Linked DNA regions of Danio rerio: region 2 is linked to region 1. The links are chromatin contacts, called in public HiChIP or PLAC-seq maps. All regions are on one chromosome and are shown on one strand. The core of a region is the stretch at or near the end of the contact, and the rest is flanking DNA. Distances in the headings are between cores, read along the strand shown. Region 1 holds the start of vwa10.2 (von Willebrand factor A domain containing 10, tandem duplicate 2). Region 2 holds the start of naa15b (N-alpha-acetyltransferase 15, NatA auxiliary subunit b).

What was found. HiChIP or PLAC-seq counts read pairs in DNA pulled down with a chosen protein or histone mark.
Region 2: an H3K4me3 HiChIP or PLAC-seq map of gastrula embryo shows a contact between it and region 1, with 2.7 times the contacts expected there. The contact joins the promoter of naa15b here to the promoter of vwa10.2 in region 1. A contact is called at or near these places in 2 of 4 datasets of contacts at active chromatin or transcription factors (embryo and gastrula embryo).

Annotation. Positions count from the first base shown.
Region 1 is chr1:43,405,403-43,413,330 of GRCz12tu, reverse strand. vwa10.2 (von Willebrand factor A domain containing 10, tandem duplicate 2) reads right to left here and starts at 4,317. Exons shown (of 16, transcript XM_680202.10): 1 at 3,914-4,317; 2 at 3,509-3,725; 3 at 1,057-1,347; 4 at 445-538. The coding sequence starts at 3,706. vwa10.1 (von Willebrand factor A domain containing 10, tandem duplicate 1) reads right to left here. Exons shown (of 16, transcript XM_073952944.1): 16 at 4,363-5,112. The coding sequence ends at 4,735.
Region 2 is chr1:43,711,562-43,719,489 of GRCz12tu, reverse strand. It overlaps naa15b (N-alpha-acetyltransferase 15, NatA auxiliary subunit b), which reads right to left and starts at 4,875. Exons shown (of 20, transcript NM_203321.2): 1 at 4,656-4,875. The coding sequence starts at 4,709.

The sequences.
Region 1 (7,928 bases), core at 3,068-5,567:
ATATGAAAAAGGGCACACAGCAGCCTCTCATTGAATCATGAAAACTAAAATTGCAAAAATACGTACCTTCCGGAACGTATATCGCAGTCTACATAAACGTCAATAGGACTACTACATTTTTAGAATGAGCCTGGATTGATCCAAAGACTTGCGCGATAGGTGAATTGGGTAAGTTAAAATTGTCTGTAGTGTATGTGTGTGGATGAGAGTGTATGGGTGTTCTGGAAGGGCATCCACTGCGTTAAACATATGCTGGATAAGTTGGCGGTTCATTCTGCTGTGGCGACCCTAGATTAAAAAAGAGACTAAGCTGAAAAGAAAATTAATGGAAAATGTTTGAAATGTACCTGCAATTCTGGAACGAGTTGTATAGTATTATTTAAATGAAAAAAAAAAAACACAAGAAATGACTTTTCATAAAAAATACTTTTATTTTCACTTCACCTGCTACATTGTCGAGAGGAAGCTCAGGTTTGATCAGGGTGCTGAATGGAGCAGAATTTCCAAGTTCCACCCAGTTACTGTGACTATAGAAATCCTGAACACAAACATTACTCGATGACCAGCAATATAATTTTATCACATAAATGAATCAATGAATCATTAATGATAATTCCTCTACAAGTGCATCACTTGTACTCTTTGTTATGTCCCAAATTTCAAATTTGGGATAAAAGTAGGCATCTTAAAATGCCTGTGCGCCAAACATTGACCACAAGGAGTCACTATAATAAAGTTTTTGTGGTCCCTTTGTGCTCAAATCTAGAATCTAGCAAAACTGTCACATGCACTGTGCTGTAAAGTAAATATAAGCAGCCCCAAAATAATAAAACGTTTAAAAAACTTTTTTCACTAAAGTACTTTCCTTCAAACCACTCTTTATATTTACCTATTTGTCAACAACAACAAAAACATTTTTTACAATTTTGTTTTCTTTAACATTGTTTGGAAAAAAATGTTTAGACAAAATAGTATGATGTCAAATATAAATATAAATGTTTGGAATAGGATGGAATACTTATTTTCTTACAATACCATGATGTCCATTCAACATACCTGTAGAGTATGGCACAGAGCCCCCAGTGTAATACGGGCAGAGATGTAGCTCCCCTGCTTCGCACTGGCCTTTACTGAAGATACAGCACTGGTGATGAGGTCTCGGCCCTCACTAAAAGACTCATCATCAAAGTGACGTGCTGCACTCAATAGAAACAAACCATCTATAGCTGCATTGCTCATATAAGTCATGGAAATAGCTGAATAAAAACTGAGAGAAGAGAGAGTTGAAGATGAAGCAGATGATGAGCAGGCCTTTTGGACAGCAGATGAAGTCAATCCATTGTTTATCTAGAGATGAAATATATATTATATTATATTATATTATATTATATTATATTATATTATATTATATTATATTGCTTGATCTGACAAAACAGGAACATCAGATCTAAATCCAAAGGATTCACAGACAGAACCTTGAAAAAATGGTCAGTAAAAAACACAGTCAGAATAAAAACTAAAATCACATGCATGAAATTAACATAAACCCACAGAAAGGGAAACTAGTAATGATAAAATATTAGACATTTTAAACAGAATTAAACAAGTGACTGACATTACAATGACAATTAATCAAATATACATGAGGAAAGCAAATGAAGATATTTTCACTGTAATTATTATCAAGAACTCGAACACACACCAGGACAGTAAGTTTTTTTATGTTTTTTATGCTCATCAAGCATGCATTTAGTTGCAAAATATATATATATACTATCTATTTGAAGATATAGTATAATTGAAGATATAATATCATTGAATTTAATCCTGTGATTAGAAGTTGAATTTGTAAACGGTAGTGTAATACTACATAAGCTTTTTATTTTAAAGAATTTTTTATTTTTCTCTTTTTTATTTCTTTCTCTTAATCAAAAACACTTCCTCAACTGTTAATAATTGATTATAATATTTGCCTACACTCTCAGAAATAAAGGTACGCGAGCTGTCACTGGGGTGGTCCCTTTTCAAAAGGTACACATTTGTACTTGAAGGGTCCATATTGGTACCTTAAAAGTATATATATTAGTACCTAAATTTTTTGTATTGTTTAGGTACTAATATAGCAGGTTTGTACCTTTCGAAAAGGTACCACCCAGTGATTTAAAGGAACTAATTACAAATACTCAAAATACTGTAACTGAGTAGTTTTTTCTCAGAAATAATTGTAATTTACTAAGTATTTTTTAAACATGTGTACTTTTACTTTCCCTTGAGTACATTTTTAGTGCTGTATCGGTTATTTTACTTCCCTTCAACTTGCAGTCACTTCTTTATTTCTTGTCTATGGGGATTAGAAAAATAAGTCCTGTGATTCCTGTCCAATCAAATCGCACATAGAAGGTAAATCACATCATGATGAACCACCTCATTATGGGCAATTTATAATAGCAGCAAATATAATAGTTACAGTCCAAATAGTAATATAATAGTCCAAAATCTTTACATGCATTGACCCAGAGACTGTTTAGATGCATGTCACTGATGAGAAGATGACAAATGTTTACTGGACGACCGAAATGGCCTTAAACAACCAGCAGGCACAAGACGTCAACGTGACGTTAGATTGAAGTTATACCACAACGTCATGGGGACGTTGCATTTTGTTTGGAAATGAAAATCGGGTTGATGTCACAACTCAATGTCAGGCTGACGTCATTGTCCAATGTCCAACTTAAAGCCAACCGAATATCAACATCTGATGATGTGACAGCTTGACGTTGTGGTTGCAGCGACTTTAGATGGCTAGCGATGGTTTTGGGAAACGCAACCCTGGTCAGCAGAAGTAATTAAAATACATTTTAAATCTCATATTAAAAATGTTATTCTAAAACAGCCTCCACAACTTGAGATTCTATGCATGCGCTGAAGCTCACGCTGTGTAAAGCTTTGCGCAGATTCCTGTATTTAAACGTAGGTACAGTATTTAAACTTATTTTTGTCTCGAAATCCTAGCGTTCTGAATTTTATTTTATTTTACAATTGATGAATCATGTTGCAAGGAAACCATAGCCTGTTTTGTGTTTACACAGTGGTCATGATGTAACTACAAAACAAACATCAAGGTCATTCCAGACCTGCTGTAAACGAATTCCCTGCCACCTGACTTTTCTGACAGACTTTCTTTCTCTGTCAAGTCGAGTAACATTATTAGAATAACAGCAGTTAGTCTATTGTAGTTTATAAAGGGACTATTGTCAGCATTCTTTTTCTGGTTTAAATCAAGTCTGTGTGCAGCCTAACTGTTATTATTATTATTATATTTATAAATATCCAGCAGGTTTAAAAGACATTTGAGGTATGACTGTTATGTTGTTAAACTATTTTCAAAAAGTGCACCTACAAGTAATGCTAATCACACCTTGTTTTTTACTCTTTCTGACAAATCTGAATGGCTAATTACTACCATATAATTATCATTGTTTGGTTCATGGCCATGAATTTTTCTTACAGGCAGTGTGAAGTCTCGCCCCTGGGCAATGGCGATGTCCCGGCACACTTCTGCAGTCTTGCGGAGCATGGCGAACTGAGTGATGTCTCGATGAGTGAAGGAGCCCGCAGAAAACAGAGGTTTGAATCCTGCCACCTCATTAAGATTGAACCCGATCCCCCAGAAGAGAAAAATAGCCACAGCAAGCCCTGCAACCATCTTTCCACAACTGTAGGTGCTATGGAAAAATGCAGTTATAAAATTAAACAGCCTAAAGAAATTCTTTATGAAACAAACAAAAAATATGAACAATTAACTTTTAAACAGTTGAATTAGGCTATTTAATTTACACACAAAACATTACAGAACACAGTCACCGCAAATGTCATACACAAAAACAGCCGAATTAGCGAATTTCCTGATTACCTTGTTGCAGATTTTCTGTGTGCTCTGAAACTGATGCACAGATTCTGTCTGTATATTTATACCCTTTAGCACATGCCCCGAATGCCAGTTTTACACCTTATTTTGTTATGTAAATTAGGGATTACATAAAATGATTATCCTTAGATGTGCGTGTGACTCAGAAAGAATGACATTATAAATGAGTACTTCCTTACTATTTTGGGTGTGTCAAACTGTAGGGTGTACACCTATTGTTTGATAGTGATTTGCTCAACTGGATTTAACTAGTCTCTTTTTTCCTTTTCAACACTAATTAACAGCTAAAGATGGTATCAAATACCTGCACCTGATATGCAGCCAAAATTCTTGAAAAAAAAAAAGTCTCATGTCTAATTCATAAACATGCCTGAATGCATTTATAGCATGTTTCTTGGTATGTTTTAGCTATATATAAGTGGTAGATCGAGATCACAAGTGTACAGGTAATTTTATTGATTCAGTGCTCCAAAACTGTCTTAAGACTTAAAACTTACAGTATAACCAACAGAAGAGAAACCTCAGAGCAAAAGAACGGGCTGAATAAGAAGAAAGAACAAGGTGATATTAGCTTACACAATTTCAGATGCCCCTTAAGTGAACTTTGTCTTTAATAAACTTGCAAAGAAAATCAGACTAACCGACAAAACTAACCCCAAACACACCTGCTCATACAATACAGAAAGTGAAGGTGCAATATTTACAGTAACCTTTTTTTCCTTCGATATATACTGTGTATACTGAGCACACAACTGATAACTCAAAACAAGATATGAGTGTACATTACTGGTTAGGCTGAATTTAATTTAGAGTCCAATAACATAGGAAATGAAAAAGCAGAAAACGGAAAGACAGATAGAAAGCGAGTAATGTCCACTGAAAACAGCACTGGCTGTGGAGACGGTGAGTCTCAGCGTGGCGTAATTCAGGTCAGTGGATCCTGGAGCTTCTGCTTCAATGGTGAGTGTGACGTCTGTCCCTGACTCTGTGTCAGATGGTGTGATCAGTGTGATGTTTCCTTGAGCGCTTCCTCCCGCTGCAACTAGCAGAGAGCTGGAGACAGACACACTGAAGCCCTGGTTGGTCCGAGCTCGGATTATGTAGTTTCCACCTGTAGCATTGGCGGCCACTGTAAAGCTGATATTCAGTGGTACTCCGGGCTGTGTGACATTCTGTGATTGGGCCTGTGTGGAGGTATAGATATGATAATTCTATGTTAATTATCTAACTCGTTGTGTTTTTTAACTATGATGAACAACTAAAGGCATAAAGTACAAATATTTCCATATTTTGTCATTTTCCCCATTTATTTATGCTTTTAAATTGTAATTTGGTACCTTGATCTTTCCGACAACACAGTTTGATGTTGAAAAGTTCGAAAAAAGATTATTTTATAGACATTTTTAATAGTTTGAAGTGTTCACATGGACTGCGGATTCACTATCATTCAAACAACAACAAAAACCCCATCTCTTCGAAGATCACCTGAAGGTCTTTGAACACAACTAGGACCTCCTCTCTCTCACCTCACCACATGACAACCCAAACTAAGTGTGCCTCACACAGGTGAGTGGGCTTGACAAACCACCTGTAGAAAACACGTTCTTTCATCCCTCTGACACTTTACCCGACACTTGCACCAGATTTGCCCATTTGAACCAGACACGTTCTTACAAAGAATTTATGAAGAACGCTTCACACAGGTGAGTGGGCTTGAAAAACCACCTGTAGAAACACTCTTTACTCTATCTCAAAAAACACTCTACCTAACTTTATCAACATGATGTCAGATTGACGTTGTACCCCAATGTTGTGGAACGTTGCAGTTCAGGTGGAAATAAAAATCGGGTTGATGTCAGAACCCAACATTAGACAAATGTCAGTGTCCGAAGATTTCAGTCACTTTCCAGTGCAACCTTAATACAACTAAATATCAACGTCTTAAGGCTGATTTATACTTCTGCATCAAGGAATCGGCATAATCGTCTGCTTTGCACGTAGCCGTGCAGTCACATTTCTGCGCTTTGTTTGTGTTCCTCTGCAGTAACACTTCCGAAATGCTAGTTGGCAGTAGGTTTTTAAATTCCTCTGTGTCGAGGTTCTTTGCTGGTGTTTTTTTTTTTTCTGAATGCTAAAAGTAGCTCAAACTTGCTCATTCAGAGGCGGGAACCGAAAAAATCAAAGTTTACATCTGGAGCTGCTTCACGTGACTCAAAACTGGTAAACTCTCGCAGCAATGCCAACGCTTGTCACCACTACCAAGCCGACCAATAACAGAGCTTGCGCTATTCTTCATTGCGACGTATAGTTACATTTTTTGAGAGGTTGCGCGTCATGGCCAAAGCATATGTAAGCGACTATAAATCATCCTTGATGTTAAAGCTGACGATGTGTGGAAAACATTGATCAGACGTTATATTTTGGTTGCCATACCTGACGATTAAATGTCAGTATGTGACATAAATATGACATTGGTTTAGGATGTTGGCTCAACGTTGAATTTTGGTCGCTTTCTAACACAACCTAAAATCCACCAAATATTAGCGCCATTTGATGTTGTTATTGAAAATCAAAATAATAATGTTCTTAGACACTGACTAGACATTGAATTTTGGTCACCTGACATCACGACCTTAATCTGACCTAATATTAAAAGCCCCTTTCACACAGTGATACCAGTAAATATCTGGAAAATTTCCGGAACGACTTTACCGGTATATTCAAAAAAGCGCTGTTCACACAGGCGAGGACGTTACGGAAATTTTCCGGAAAAGAGCATTCACACATCCATTCCAAAATACCGGTAAATTCTGACATCATTCACCACAAATGAGCTTTAAACGGCTGCGCTTGTATTTGTAAACATTTTACTAAATTACAAACTCTGTGGATGATCAATATTGTGAATATGTGCGTGTGCAGGCGCTCACAGGCTGTTTCACTTCACAGGCACACGCAAAGCTTGAAGGTAAACAAACAACGGCTTATCATAAGCATCTCATCGATGATTATTTACACAGTTGGCATTAAGAAGAACATATAAACGTGATCTGACTAACTTCTAGCAGCTAAATGTGCCTGGAAAAATATTCAAAGGCTTTTATTCTCATAAACCGCGCGGACGTAAATGCGTCTGACTGTTGGGATTGGCTAAAGCAGACGTCTCACGTCAGCACGTTCTAGACGTGCACGCGCTTATTACGGCAATCTTGCTTCTGCATTCACACAGCGCAGCATTCCGGCAAATTGCCGGTAATGTTACAACTTCTCTTTCTGGAAAATAGCCAGAACGAATTTACCGGTATTTTCAAAAAGGACCTGTTCACACATACAACCTTTCCGGAAAATTGCCGGCAATTTTCCGGAAAGGTCTGTATGTGTGAAAGGGGCTATTGTCTTAAGATGATGTGTGACTGCTGGGTTTGCACTTCTTGTGTCTACTGCTTCTTCTTGTTGAATTGCTGAATGCCTTCTCAACTGTAATTCACTTTTGACAAAAATATGTTTTTATATTCGCCGTGGCGCAGTGAGTAGCATGTTTGTCTCACAAAAATAAGATCGCTGGTTCGAGCCTCGGCTGGCTTAGTTGGCATTTCTGTGTGGAATTCTCCTCGTGTTTGCATAGGTTTCCATCGGGTGCTCCGGTTTCCCCCACAAGTCCAAAGACATGGTACAGGTGAATTGGGTATGCTAAAATTGACCGTAGTGTATGATTGTGTGTGTAAATTAGTGTGTATGGGAGTTTCCCAGTGATGGGTTGCAGCTGGAAGGGCATCTGCTGCGTAAAATATATGCTGGATAAGTTGGCAGTTCATTTGACTGTGGCAACCCCAAATTAATGGAGGGACTAAGCCGAAAAGAAAATTAATGAATAAATGTAAATTTAATATTATGTGTTACTTAACAAAAAGGCTTTTTTTTTGAGACTTACTTTTTGAGTGCTTTGCACTTATCATTTATCTTTTTGAATCCCATTTTCCATAGAACACAGACACATTAA
Region 2 (7,928 bases), core at 3,626-6,125, 310 kb before region 1:
CTCTTAAAAACCTTTTCAAAACGATATAAACAAACAATAGATGCAGCTTTTTCTAAGTTACTGCTTTCTAAAGACAATCCAAAGAAGGCCTTGTACGCTTGATATTCACATACAGTCAAACACTCACTTGCACTGTCCCCTGCAAACCCAGTAAATGACGATAATTTACTCTGAGCAGTTCTATTTGGAGCAGCTTCTGTTTCCTCTTTATTCCACAGGCCTCTGCTCTGCCAGCAGGTGGTGAGATCACTAACATCACCTCATTCTGTCAGCAAATCTGCAATCTGCTCTTCTCCATTCAATAACACACTACTGAATCAGTGAGTTCACTTCAGATCAATCCAGTGCATCCTATAAACCATAGACTTCCAACTTAAACAATTAAAATCACATGCCAAGCCAACAATTCTGTGCAAGTACAACAGGATAATAAAGCACAAGCTACTCTTTTTAAAACACAACTTCAAGTTATATTAAACAATTTTGTATTAAAACAGGTTTTGAACAAAACATTCCACTATCAGTCAAAGAGAAGGTTTTTTATTTTTTTTTTATTTTTTTTTTTATTTCGTAACTTTAATTTGAAAATACATGATTAACCTTCCAAAATAAGTTTAACATTTTAGCTAGACAGTGAAAAATAATTCTGATAACATGCCAGTCAGACTCAGCATTGAAGTGCATTTACTAATTTGCTTGTTGGTTTTTTGAAAACATATAATATAGTAAATGTTGTTGTTGTTGTTGATTTTTAAATAATAAACCCAAACTATGAAAGCACTGAAATTTAAATTTTAGGCAGATACAGAAAATTCTGGACACATGACTGAAAATCGAAAGTACTTTTATAATAATTATTTTACTAAGTAAGTATATTGATTACTAAAAAAGTAGTTTTCTAAGACTTAATTTAAACTTAAATTATAATGATTTAAAAACAACAAAATAAACACTTTTTATTTTAAAAAGTAATTTTACTAGCGTTGCCATGACAGTAAAGTATCTTGTCAGTGCGTAATTTTAAGCCGACTTTGCTTCTCCAGTGAGCATGTGTAGTTCATGCATAGACAAGTATACATGTACATCAGCAGAATATTGAGTTACTGAAATGAATGGGCTTCATAGCGCAGTGCTTTCTGTGTCCACTTTGAAAGCTGCTTTACGCCATGCAGTAACAACAGCTTTAAGCATAATAAAACCAGTGATGCAATACAGCATAGGCTTTTTTCAGCTGTTATTTTTGGACAGTTCTATCTTTTGTCCAAAAAAACAGAAATAACATTTTTAATGCCAGAAATGCCACTTATCATTCATGTTCTTCATTTAAATGCATTATACTGTCAATTGACACAGCTCGTTGATAATTGTATTTTTGCCATTGTTGTAAGTGTATTAAAAAAGTTATGCTTTTACCTCTGTAACATACATTACATGCAACCAAAAACAAATAAAACATTTTAAAAAATTGGGGGGAAAATTTTATTTGATATCTATAGAATGCATCATTTCATGAGCTCACTCTACACACAGAAGGGACACAAACACAGAAACATGTTTTTAGTGCTGCTGTCCCACACCAAAATCAGTACAACTGCTTTACTATAGTATAATAACAGCACCCTTTTTGAAACGGTTAAAAGTATAACTTTTCTATTATAACTTATACTTGTGCAGACTTATGAACATTTAAGATGAATTTCATAAGGGCTGGGGACACGTTACTACTCCTCTGCAAAAAAAGAAGAGAACAACAACACAGAATGAAACTGAGGTACAACAGTTTGTATAAGGAACTCAAAATATCTTTAATACTCTAACATTAGAAAGCAGAGAATTAGAAAGCAACTCTGCATGCAGATGATCTTGAATACTTTAGACAGTGCAGACCCAGAGGTCTAAGATTGTTGGAAAGCATTCCAAACAATAGCAATCTAACATCTGCTGGCAGAATCAACAACTGACCACTGGAAACAGCATCTTTCCACATGAACCACCGACAATGCAATCATGCAGGACAATAAAGCAAAGTAAATTTAAATCTAGTATTTTGAGGATGTCTGTCTTAAGGCTTTACTCTCATTCAAATTCTGTTTTTTTTTTTTTTTAACAAAAATTCACATTTTTTTTTAAATCAGAATTTTTTAGAGGTTTTCACCTTTAGTATGACAGGATCATGAAGATTTACAGACAGGAAAGTGTGGGGAGCAAAAAGGAATGATCGGCAAAGTACCTTGAGCCAGGAATCGAACTCGTGTCGCCGTGAGTGCCTTGGTGCTGTGTGTCTATGCACTAACCCCAAGGCTGTTAACAGTGACATAATTTAAATTCTTAAACTGTATAAAAAATTATTTTAAAAAAAAGCAGCTGCCAGAATTCAAGAATGAGACTGGAGGATTAGTCTTGTGGAGGGAACAAAAACACAATGCTTTAAAGTTGACCAATAAATGAGTGCGAAATCTAAATCATATAGTTATCCAAGTTCATAATGTATTATTTGTATTGTATTTTTTTTTTATAAAACTTTTAGTATATACACACACAAGAGATAATTAGCAGACAAAATTAACAGAAAAATAGATTAAAATGTTATTGTACATTTAATGGCATGTGTTATGCTTTAAAATAATAGTGTATTATTACATAGTTCTTATACACCATTAGCTTTTAAAATCTACATCAGACTGGTTCAGTTTATAATGCAAACAAATATAGAAATAGGATCTACAGCACAAGCCTTTGAGAATGAATGTACAACTTTTAACACAAAACCAATGTGTTAAATTTGATGTGCAAATTAAACTTTACTAGAGCTCCAACCAAGTGCACAAAGATGTTTCAATACTTTCAAAATAAACAAATAACTATCTTTTAAACTCTTTCCATTACTGAAAAGGTATTTATTCAGTACACAAATTAAAAACTAACTATTTTTTCAAGCTTTTCTAAAAACTGCCTTTGACTTCAAACCTGCGGTACAAACCGATTTGTCAAATTTTGCATCTTTTAACCTCTGAATATTATCTTTTGCAAAATAAAGAGATGCATTTTTGGCTTTTAAACTGTTTGAAGTCACATATACCAACTCAAATGACTGGCCACATTAGACTCTACTATAGTACTTAATCTACAGAGCTCAGCATAATTGAGTACACCCCATTATTATTTTTGTATATTTCTCAGTCAATATAGGCAATGTATTTTGGTGCATTTAAACAAAACAGATTTATTAAACAAATATATTTATTAAAATTATATTTAAGTCACCGAATTTATATTTAGAAATTGAAAAATAATACAATTAAATTCAAGCAAAATATTTCAAAAAATAAATTACAACCTACAAAATTTCAACTAAATGTTTCCTTTTTTGTTTTGCTTTTTCCCCACGCTTTTTAAAAATTCTGCTTAATATTTTTCTATAACATAAATTCGGGTGTGCTCGTTTTTGGACTGATATCATAAGTTATTTTGTTAGATAAGTTCCAGATTTGGCTTTGTTACTGACTAATCTAATGTATATGCAAACATACAATATTGTATAGCTTCCTATTAAAAATATAAAGATAGCTTTGTGAGGAGTTTATTTGCATATGATGAGCACTGTATTTAAAGTAAACTTGTCAAAGTCAAAGTCAGCTTTACTGTCAATTCAGCCACATGTACAGGACATTTAGAGAATCGAAATTACGTTACTCTCAGATCCTAGGTGCCTAACATATAATATTAATATAAAAAAGTAGTTTTAAGAAAAAGAAATTTTACAATATATATTATTGTACATAAAATGTAGTCTAAAAATATACATAAGGAATAAAAAATTGTAAACAATACAATAACATTAAGGGTATATGGCAAATGAGTGCAAACCAGAGTTGTGCAGATAAAGAACAGAACACTTTATGATAAAAGAAAATGGTTCAAACAAGTGTCATGAAATATAAAGTAGGAAGTCAAAATGCACAACTACACTCATGAGTCAAGGATCCAAAACCTTTACAAGAAAGCAGAACAACATCCCTAAAAACGAAAAGGCTACATGCTTTCACGACGAACTGTCAAGTGTTTGTAGTTTTGAAGTTGAGCATCACTCAACTTTCAGCCTTTCCCTCAAAAGCAAACAACACAAACACTACGAACATGTTGAGCACATCTTACATTAACAAAGAACACACTAAAGCTCACTCAATAGTAAATCAGAATATTGTGTTCACTACGAAAGTCTTAAAAAGTGGTTTGCTGGATGAACAGGCCATAATGAGGCTGACTTCAGTCAGTGACATGCAACATGATTCACCCTCACTCCTTGATCATACATAAACTGAATAAAACCCTCAATTAAATTAAGCAAAATCAAATAACATAAACAATTCCCTAAGTTACAACCCCTGTTCGCCTTCGCCCTTCCACTGACAACCTCTTTCCGACAGCATTGTGTCTGTATGTTTAGCTACATTAGCACACTGACAGCTAGCAGCTAACAAGCTAAACGCTAACCTCCATTTAACAAAAATACACTCTTGATGGCTGAGTTTAGCACAATAAAAAGCAGTGGATCTGCAGAAGCATTAACTTTAGCTCTCTTTAACGCCAATGACAGCAGCTCGCGGGCTGTATTTGTGGGATGGATGTGGCTGTGGTGGAGCATTAGCACTCACCAGGATCCTCTTGAACAGAGCGTTTTCTTTGGGAGGCAAAGTGACTGTCGGCATCCTGTTCACTCTCTATTTCAGCACATGTGAAGCGAGTGCAGGTTTGAGAAGCAGCGTCTTGCCCGGTTATCACTCCCTTGTTCTCGGAGTCCTCGCTCGGCTCGATTTAGCGCCCGTGTCGGACTAATTAACCCAGCCCTCACGTGGTGACAGAAAAGCCCCCTTTGAGCCCAAAATGGCCGATGCGGCGCTTCTCCTCCGGGTCAAGCTGCTCCGGTGCTCGTCGCCTCGCGGACAGCAGGGGGCGCGTCATTTGTAGGTCAACTCTTTTTTTTTTACTACTGTTATGAATATGTAAGAAACAATGCCAAGAGAAATACACTCACAATATGCGATTAACACAGTGCAAAGTATAATTAGTTACCAAAATGAATCAAATTGATTTATTCATGGGTGATACGGTGGCACAGTGAATAGCACCATCGCCTCACAGCAAGAAGGTCGCTGGTTCGAGCCTTGGTTGGGTCAAATGGCATTTCTGTGTGGAGTTTGCACGTTCTCCCAGTGTTTGCGTTGTTTAGGCTAAATTGTCCGTAGTGTATGTGTGTGAATGAGTGTGTATGGATGTTTTCCAATGATGGGTTGCAGCTGGAAGGGCATCCGCTGTGTAAAACATATGCTGGATAAGTTGGCGGTTCATTCCACTGTGGCAACTTCGGCTTAATAAAGGGACCGAAAAGAAAATGAATGAATGAATGAATGATTTATTCATTGATTTATTAATTTATATAAATCCCATATACAATTTCCAGTAGTATCTGGATGCAGACTTGCACACGCAGTCTCAGCCATCCAGTCTCAGACATATGCACTTCATTTTAAAATACTAAATACAATTTACCCAGTACAATCTTTATATAGTATATTAAAATGTAGGACATCTGTAGTTTTTTCAATCCAGATAAAGAGAACCTTTGTCTTTTATTTATTTAATGCAACATTGTATGTTAAACAGTTGCTGGAAGGATCTAGCCAAATATATTTTTAAAATGGCAAAACTTAGTTATTATTTTACATTAAAAGATATTATTTTTTATTATGAAAACATATCCAACAAAAGTCTTGAATATATAATCTTGCCATTTTGTTGGCCAAATTTTACATACACAAACAGAAATTTGCTAAATCATCTCCCCCATGAACAGTTTTTTATATCTATTTAGTTTCTTTATTTCTACTGCGAAATTGTTGAAAAGCAAAAAATCTAAGAAATGTATAAATTATTATAAGTTTTTTTATTCCCCTGTTAATTCTTAAAATCATTGGATGTAGAAATGCTTTACATTTTATGTGTATTTAATTTTTTTTTTTTTGTTTATTTTTTACCATTGCTATATTAGCTTTTTTATGTTCGCCTTTTATTTTATGTTGTGTTGTATGTATGTTTGTGATGGTTTGTGCAATAAAAAAATGCACTCAATTGAGCCAGTGACCTCACTGTAAGGGGTAGGGTTAGGGGTTGGGTTGGGTTGGGTATATGCATTAAAAGCATTGCATGCAGTCTCAGCTTGCATCTGCACCCATCTGCAGCCAGACCCTTCAAATATAATACACCTTTACATGTAATGGGATGTGAATACAACAGATAACGTGAGTTGCATTGTTTTAATTAACTTTTAATTTGATATTTAGTAGGTTCTCCTTTAATGGCAATTACAGCAGCACACCATTCAAGCATATTATCAATTTACATAATTCAAGAGAAGTTGAGAACATCAATGTTATCCTATGCTTTAACAGAGTTAAACTGCAACTACAGTAAAATGATTACTGTTAAATAAATTAGTAAATTTCCCCTTTATGTACTGTGCAGTTACTATGTATCTTATATAAGCAGTTTTCAAAAATTTCACTTCTTTTTTTTTTATTGTGTTTTTTGGAGCTTATTTTTTGCTGACTGAATATGCTGAGCTACAGTTTGTCAGGTTGTAGAATGTTTGAGAAGTGACATGCTGTAGTCTCTTGATTGTTAGTGTTTGTTGGTGTATTGTGAATTTGCCTTTAAAAGCTCATAATCACATCACAGTTGCTTTTCTTGCGGAACATCAAAAATTATTCAAACCAGAGCAATTACTTATCATCAATTTATCGATTCTCCCTAACTCTTTTCATGCAGTCTTTTTAAAACAAAAATCATTTTCATTTTATTATTTAATTAATTCAGCTTCTAACCCTTTTGTTTTTTTTTTATCTCAGTTTTGCAAACTCTGGTGTATTGTAGTGTTTCATGTATTTGCTTTTATTGATAACAAACAAACAAGTACATTTCTCACATTTTCATTCCATGTATCAGTTGCAAACAAGTTCAAATCAAGGTAAAAAAAAAAAAAGTCAATTCAAAAGTGATCAGAAAATAATACCTAAAATAGGTCATCTAGACTTTTTAAATCTAGATCTATTCATTTGTTATTAAAATGTCATGTTTACCATTCCTGAGTCAGGTGTAAGTCCTTTAACAAGGTTTGTTATGGAAACATTCAAACCACCTGGGCTTTATTAATGTATTTTTGTAATACATACATATACTTTTCTATATTATATTTCTGTAACATCATTTACATAAACAATTATGTGTATATGGGCAACACGCTGGCTCAGTGGTTAGCACTGTTTGTGTGTTCTCCCTGTGTTAGCATGTGCTTCCTCTGGGTGCTCTTGTTTCACTCACAGTCCAAAGACATGTGCTATAGGTGAATTGAATAAACTAAATTGGTCAAAGTGTATGTGTGTGAATGTGAGTGTGTATGAGTGTCTTACAGTACTGGGTTGCAGCTGCAGGACATCCACTGTGTAAGACATGCTGGAAAAGTAGGCGGTTCATTCTGCTGTGGCGACCCCTGAGGAATAAAGGGACTAAGCTTAAGGAAAATGAATGAATAAACCATGTGTATAGCCTACGTTGAGAATTTAACAATACAACCTAAACAAATAAAAAGTCATTTAAGTAAATGGGCTTCTTTATTAAAATTATTATTTTATTACCTATTATTTAATACCTAATAATAAATACCTAAAATTATTTATCTTTATTACCAACACTGACTCACATAATTAACACATCTCTTGACTCTGGTTTATTCCCCACTACATTTAAGCAGGCTAGGGTAACCCCACTGCTAAAGAAACCCAACCTGGACCATACGCTACTTGAAAACTACAGACCAGTATCCCTGCTTCCATTCATGGCCAAGATTCTGGAGAAAGTAGTGTTCAATCAAG